2 separate regions of the Bombyx mori genome follow, and region 1 is linked to region 2. Evidence: chromatin contacts called from public Hi-C data. All regions are on one chromosome and are shown on one strand. Each heading gives the region's core, a stretch centred on a gene start, on an enhancer-like site or on the middle of the called end of the contact. The rest is flanking DNA. Distances are from core to core; before and after follow the strand shown. Region 1 holds the start of LOC101736413 (cAMP-dependent protein kinase catalytic subunit 3). Region 2 overlaps LOC101736413 (cAMP-dependent protein kinase catalytic subunit 3).

The links. A called contact is a pair of places that touch in the nucleus more often than the background predicts.
Region 1: a Hi-C map of midgut shows a contact between it and region 2, with 2.2 times the contacts expected there. The contact joins the promoter of LOC101736413 here to the enhancer-like site in region 2. A contact is called at or near these places in 5 of 7 Hi-C or Micro-C datasets (middle silk gland, midgut and whole pupa).

The regions. Positions count from the first base shown.
Region 1 is chr4:7,446,526-7,450,356 of ASM3026992v2, reverse strand. LOC101736413 (cAMP-dependent protein kinase catalytic subunit 3) reads left to right here and starts at 2,169. Exons shown (of 7, transcript XM_004929194.5): 1 at 2,169-2,733. The coding sequence starts at 2,556. LOC101743413 reads left to right here. Exons shown (of 26, transcript XM_012692945.4): 26 at 23-1,767. The coding sequence ends at 181.
Region 2 is chr4:7,405,408-7,409,300 of ASM3026992v2, reverse strand. All of the region lies in intron 3 of LOC101736413 (cAMP-dependent protein kinase catalytic subunit 3), which reads left to right. Among protein-coding and RNA genes, the nearest start is that of LOC110385703, 10 kb to the left of the region's middle. Within about 2 kb of position 2,355, at least 2 of the 8 cell types and tissues checked have open chromatin away from gene starts, as enhancers often do.

The sequences.
Region 1 (3,831 bases), core at 920-3,419, 41 kb before region 2:
TAATTGAATTTATTTTATTCAGGTTGCAATGGCAAAGGCGTCTATGTTGTCCACGACTCCGTGTCCTGAAAGGTTTCCGTTGGCAGATATCACCTGTTTAGCATTTTGTCCCACCATAAGGCATCACGATAAACTGGCAGTCGGTCTACACTCTGGTATACTGCTGCTTTTTACTTTATAGTAAGGAATTTATTTAAAGAATTATTACGCTTGTCACAAAACTGGCTATACAATCTGAACAAGACGACTTTGTATAAGACGCGAAATGCAATAAATAACAAAAAATAATAATGCGATATTGAGTAATTTAAATAGGTACATGGATTCATTTAAAAAAAAGCGAAGTCTCGAAAGAACTTTATAGGCAAAAAAATGAATTTCTAGTTATTGTTCTTTCATATATTATCGTTTTTTAAACATCAACTATTTTACTCAAAACATGTCAAGAAACATTTAAAAAAAAATTTGAACAAATATATCTAAAGGTGTCTTTTTTCGCATCTGCCGTCTAAAGATAATGATAATTAACTAATTTGAGGTTTGATGGACTACAAATAATCTTCCAAAAGCATTGTTAAATAAATAAAAAACAAAAGAAAATGTTTGGCTATCAAGCTATTTAAAACAACATGTAAGCATGTAACAAAAGCTATGTAAACAAAATTATATACAATGCTAGCTACTTATACGCGTAACGGAAATAATAATATTATATTATAATGTACCGTAATGTTACGAAATGTATAGTTATGAAACAGACCCACCTTAAATTTGTGCTATGTATACTTGAAAATCAGAATAATCTAATGTGAATACAATCTTTAAATGTTTTGCTTTAATTTTTACTGCCTTCTTGAATAAACAAAAAAATGTTTGAATTTTCCTCTAGTACCTAGGAATAAATTTATATAGCAGATAAACTATCACATATTATAAATTTCTATCAAATAAAGGGTTGGCATTGGTCAATAAAATTGTTTGATCAAAACTTGAATAGATAATGTAAAATCAAATCAAGATTTTATTTAAATAAGCATCCAAAAATATAATTTTAGTACGTATAGTGCAGTGATCATACTGAATGATTTAATTTTTAGCAATAAAATCGAATCTGAAAAGTAGTAAAATATGTTCAAAAATAATTTGTATTGTATATTAGATTTTGCATCACAACGCTATTGTAGTTTCTAGTGTTGCCATAAAAGAATATTCGTACGATGTACTTATATTGATTATTTAAGAAAAAAATTAATAAGCGCCGGTCGTTGTGGTAATAAGTTTACTTTTACTTTTATGATTCACTTTCCGTTTTACTAAAGTAGATAATGAATGTATCATTAACAAGAATGTTAACAACATTTTTAATGAACTTATTTAATGTTTTAAAATTTGACAAGTTAATACAAACGAGGTTTTTTGTTCGAACAATTGAAGTTACTGAGCGATTACTTTCTCAAATAAAAAAAGTCGGTAAAAAGGTCGCTCTCTTAAACTTATCTTGTTTTGAGCTGTAGTAATATTACAATTATTGTATCATATATAGTGTATAATATGTACTACGTGTAATTATTAGTCGGCCATAGTTAGTCTGTTACTCTGTATGTTTTTATTAAGTTATATTTAAAATTATTACTATAATGTGCACCCTGTAACGCATATGACTATATCGGATTTCAAATCAAAAGTGATATTAATTATTCAACGTCTTTTATCTCTTGTTTAAATAAAATGATGTGCTTGTTGTTAAAATAAAAATATATATATTGATTTAAGTGTTTTATTTAATTGTATTTGTGCTTTCTGTATCATCGTTTGAATTAACAGATACACACTCAAATTACAACTTAGATAAAAATACTTTGTCATTGGCGTATGTTTTATTCTTTTTATTTATTTTTTATTGCTTAGATGAGTGGACGAGCTCACAGCCCACCTGGTGTTAAGTGGTTACTGGAGCCCATAGATATCCACAACGTAAATGCGCCACCCACCTTGAGATATAAGTTCTAAGATCTCAGTATAGTTACATCCAAGTAGTCTACAAAATCACGAGTAATCTTATAATTTTTACATTAATTCATGAGGGTTAGGAGCGTGTGAAAACGAGAAAAAATATGATCTTGTCAGCATTTATTTTCCGCGAGTGTCTCATACGACCGACGCGGTTTAATCACAGTGAACGCTTTGGGCGCAATCGCTGGTCGCTCACACTTGTCACTGACTCGCCAGTCGCGTCAACAGACGTCACAGCTCTGTAGTCGCTTAGATACAGTAGCTCTCTACTCGCGCCAGTGTGTATTTTGCCGTGTTGTAGAGCGGATGTCGGGTTATCCATAAAGTTCGCGTTCGCGTATATTTAAAACAATTAATACAATAATTAAAATTGTCATAAAAATTCGTGTGCTAAATTAACATTATTTAAATTTTAGTTTATCTATAATAAATGTTATGATCAAAATGAACTTTTAAAAATTGTTTATACCTAGACTTTAAAAAAAAAAGTCTTGAATTTTAAGCTCGTCTTTCTGTAGCTTGTTTAGTTTTGTGTAAATAAAATGATGATGGCAAGTGCGAAAATTTTACGGGACTGCAGTTCAGAGTTGAGTTCGGACGTGCGGTCCCTTTCTGTCGCCTCTTCGACAGAAGAGCAAGATTCCACCACCACGGAATCAGAGTACACCGAAGAAGAAAAAGAATATGAACTAGAAGACTTACAAATATTAAAAACAATTGGTATGTATACATATTTAGTTACTTTTATTTAAATGTCAGATTTAGCGAGATGGGTACCCATCTTTTAACTCATAAGCCGATAAATTATAATTCTAACTTATCAACCCGTATTTTCGTATTAATTTGTAATCTTCTGAGGCTGGATGGTTGGACTGGTGAAAAGGGTTTGGTTTCATCATTTTGGTGAATCAGTCAAGTATATGTAATTTTATTTGTAAATACGTGTTTACATTTCTTTTATAGAGACTAAATATGGGACCTAGAATACAGTACATACTAAAAATACTATAATTTTTACGTTAAAATATTTTTCCCCGAAATAATTAAATTTGTAATGTAATTTCGCGATTCTTTAGGTAGCAGTTACTATTTTGGAGTTCAAATGTTATCTATCACACTTTTTGAATCTTCATTTATTGAGCCGAATCCCCTTAATAATTTTAAACCGAAATCAACTAGACGTATATAATTATATTATGATATTAATACATATAAGTAAATAGTAATATTTGAATATTTATATCGAAATTATCATTTTCAGGATTGAATCTGAAGTTTTAGGAATTCAACTCCATCGTGACATTGTAATAAAATATTTTTTTTACTAATTATACAAACGTAGCAAAAACATGAAGAAATTCTTAGAATAACTTTCTCACTCGTATTCGCCCGCTTCGCTGGGCATTTAAAATTAACATTATTATTTATTGTCATTATTATTAGGGAGTCCAACACTTATATAAATTATATTAGCCTATCCATTAAGTACATGTATTTTCTACATCGATACCCAGTTTCAAGTCAATCGGATGCATGGTTCAGTAATTATAACGGTACATCCGTGAAAACCACTAGACTTATATATTAGTATAGATGTAACGTTTTTTTTTTAAATAAAACAATCTATATTATTAAAAATGAAAATTTATGAAATGAGTAAGTGAATCATCGTTCGGCTGCCCACATCACGATGACTAACAATCTTCCGGAATAAATTATCATCGTTTATAATTTTAAGCAAGAAGTTTGTGTGTGGATGTATTCGAATTAACCACTGCATTGAGCAAAATAAATAAAATATTCACTAACGTATAATAT
Region 2 (3,893 bases), core at 1,106-3,605:
CCGGGTTAAACGGGAGCGATGGTGGATCAGATTCAGCCAGGCTGATGCCCAGCGTGTGCCAATCCACCACAGTCCTCGTGACGGGAACGGAATCGGGAGCGCGACCGAGCTTCATAACGACGGGACGGTGGTCTGAATCTAACTCTGAAACTACTTCGATCGAGTGTAAGCGCAGAGTTACGTTTTTTAATAACGCTATGTCGAGTATATCCGGGCGATGCGCGATATTTAGCGGGTAGTGAGTCGGGGTTAGCGGAGCGACGATATCGAAGGCGAGATCATCGACTAACGCGTCAAGCCGCCTGCCATTCGGGGTTGTGGTGTGTGAGTTCCACCTGATGTGTTTACAATTTAGGTCGCCCGCCAGAATGACAGAGCTCCCCATACCGAGCAGCGCCTCGATATCACTGCTTAGAACGATCTTATCCGGTGGAAGATAAACGGACGCGATAACGATCGGCGCGTGTCCCGTCAGTGAGATTCGGCACACTGATGCTTCGATATTAGCGAGCGCGGGAGGATCGAGCGGGACGCAATGCAGGGCTCTTCTATAGTAAATGACGGTACCACCACCACGGGCAGAGAGCCTGTCGTTCCTGACCATGTTATAGTTCGCGATTTTAGGGTCACGGCGCGCGGGCTTAAGTAGGGTCTCCTGCACTAAAAAGATATCAATTTGGTGGTCACGCAAAAAGTCAGAAACCTGATCACGTTGATTTGCGAGACCGTAAGCGTTAAAAAATCCTATCGTTACGGATAGGGGCTTTATTCTACAAGCTCCGTGCTTGTGGGAGACCAATAGCCCCGTGTTTCAACCGGTACTTTATTAGTCAAATTTAATCTTTCGATTGCTATTTCTTTATCATTATCGTGCCAAGAATCATCAACACTATAGTTAATCTCTGCTTCCGGCAGCAATTCGACTTGTACTTTACGCCGATTAATATGTGAATGCTCTGTTTGATTTAAAACGCTTTACATTTCCTTACCATGATCGTATAATATGAGCTATATCGATTAAATATTTTTGAAGTACTGAATTTTTATTCTTTGTCATTGTCTCTTTTCATTTTTATACATTCACAATCATTTTGGAGACATCTTACAGAGCAAGTGCGCAGATGAATTAAATAATTATTTTACTTGGTTTTTTGTATTTAAACAGTAAGATTTTATCCACGGCTTTTTATATAAAATACTATACAATACTTATAATATAACTAATAGACACAATACATACGAAACCCCTTTTCAGTAATAAGGTGATACATTGTAACGGTGTTTGAAACGGCTATTTAATAATTAAACATTGTTTACATAACAGTATAAATTATGAAGTCATGAAGTAATTATAGAACTAATTGAAGAAGTAAGGAAGTTGTCTAGTAGGAAGGAAAGGATTGGAAGAAGTCGTGTGTCAGAAAGCAAAACAAACGGTCTTGGAAAAGATAATTTAAACATGTCTAGTGGAGTAAAATCAAATTTGTTTTATACGAAAAAGGAGGGTACAGAAAAAAGAATTGTCGAGAAAAGTTTTAATATTGAATAACCTTTTAATAAGCAGAATGACCGAGTTTATTCTAAAAAGTTCTCAATTAGTTAGTAGTACTCTAACTAAATTATGCTTAACGTTGGCATTATGCGGTGTCAGTGACGTGGGATATTATTAAATGAATAATCTTCAGCCAAAATATCTCATGATTCGATTCTTGACGAAGCGTTTAACAATACCGTGTTTCTTATTCGTCCTTTCAGCAGGATTTCACTTAATGTATAAATGTCGAACGACATAGGTGTGCTTCAAAAAGACGTTTTTGAATTAATCAATGCCGAAATCTGGTCGTCGTCCAATCCGATCTTCGTTTGATTATGCTGTATGATATTTTTAGAGAGTACAGCAAGCTGCAAGCGCTGAGATAACTTACAGTCCGTAAAACATTTCATAATATTAACAGGGAGGTTTATTTTTATGGTGAAAGTGTGTGTTTAAATCGATAACTACCCACATTTCAAACAACTGATGAAATGATTTTTTTTAATTCTATATTTTCAATGTATAATCGACGAACACTACAGTAAGAAACATAATATGTTTTATGTAAAATAAAATAAAATGATGCGTTCTTACGTTCATGACAAAAATTACTATGTCATAAAAATGGATACTACGAGTATGTCACGATATAGTACGATCAGTTACCCGAATGTTAAAATTTACTTAAATTTATTTAATGTACAACCGAGCCCAAAGGGCATTTACCTCAGAGCCTATAAAAAATAGTGTCTATTCTAGTCTAGTTGTAACTCATGTCTGGCGTGGAGTTACAGACAGCGCACAGGACTCTTGCGCGTGAACATCGCCAACACTAATAATATAGTGCGGTGACGCTCAAACTACAGCTGGCATTGACTTTAGAAATGTAAAAATAAACGTGATTTCTCTAATCTCCTGCACACGGACAGTTTCTGTTTAGAGCATTGCGCAACGTACGATATGGCCGTACTGGAAATATTTACTTGATGCCTTGGTTTCTAGATCTGTGTATATAACTTTAGATTGTATATATCGCGCATACAGAGCTATAATTGTCACTTATGCGATTCTCGTTAAAACGGAACTGAGTTTGAGAAAGTCCATTATTTTTTTATAGTTATTAGTGAGATGTTTGTTTTTAATAATAACGTTTAAAGTTGCTGTTTAAATATTATCATTTTATTTCTTTAATCGAGAAGAGCTATAATAATTGTATTAAGATGTTGAAATTTCAACGCTTCTCCTGAAAAATTACATAATTTGGATAAGTGATGTTATAGCATCGTATGTGCGTTATGTTACCTATTAAACAATTGTGTAATTAGTTCATAGTGTATAGAGGATAGTATAGAGTGAAAATTATTGCGAAAGTGAAATTTCGACATCATAATTTTCACAAAACACATTAAATGTTCAACAAAACGTTTTCTTTTTGGTATTTGAAGTGGTTTTTTTTTGTCTTCGAGTCGAACGTTTTACAATTTATTTTAGTATAATTCAGAATATTCATAAGTTAATAAGTTTAGGCATTCTAATTTAGAATAAGAAAAAAACAATCTCATTTATGGATCTTTGTAGCAAGGTCACGAATAATTTAAATATTAAAATATACCAATGATTAAAGCTGAAAGCTAGAAACCGACAAAGGAACACTTTCTCTGGACTATAGATCTAGATATTATATGTCTGTTCGGATACAATTTTTCGTATTCGTAAAATTTCGTTAAATTATAGTCGTTTGAATAAATTTAAATAAAATCATTCAAGTATTGTTGATTTTAAATCTAATCCGGTTTGAAATAAAGCAAACATATATGAACTAAGTATTATACTATACTATAATTGTAAATGCAAAAGTTTGTACGTTGGGATATTTGTTATCCAAACACAAAAATCTTGCAAGATTTGCAAGATCTGTATTTGGATGCAGTTTCACACAAAGTTTATATAACCTGGATTAACATATGTAGGATTGATTGGTGAGAACGAAACATATGAAAAGAGTGTGGAATGGATCGTTAAGATGTGAGTGAGAGAAAACGGAAAGAAAGGGAAAAGAGAATGACAGAGAAAAAGGGAGATGGCGAAGACGGTTAAAAAATTAGTAAGGCGTTATAAAAGTGTTAATTTTTTTTATTTTATTATTTTAACAGAAGATTTTGGAACAGTTTCAATTTTATTTTATGCTCTGCGATCCCTATTCTACATAGATGAACATTGGTAATTTAATATAGTAAATGGCATGGTACAGTCAACTCTTGAGTATATCTGCCATAATAATACAGTAACAACAGTGTATGTACTGGTTTTTAATGTTACGTACCAAAGGATCTACAGATTGATTGGTTGTTTATGGATC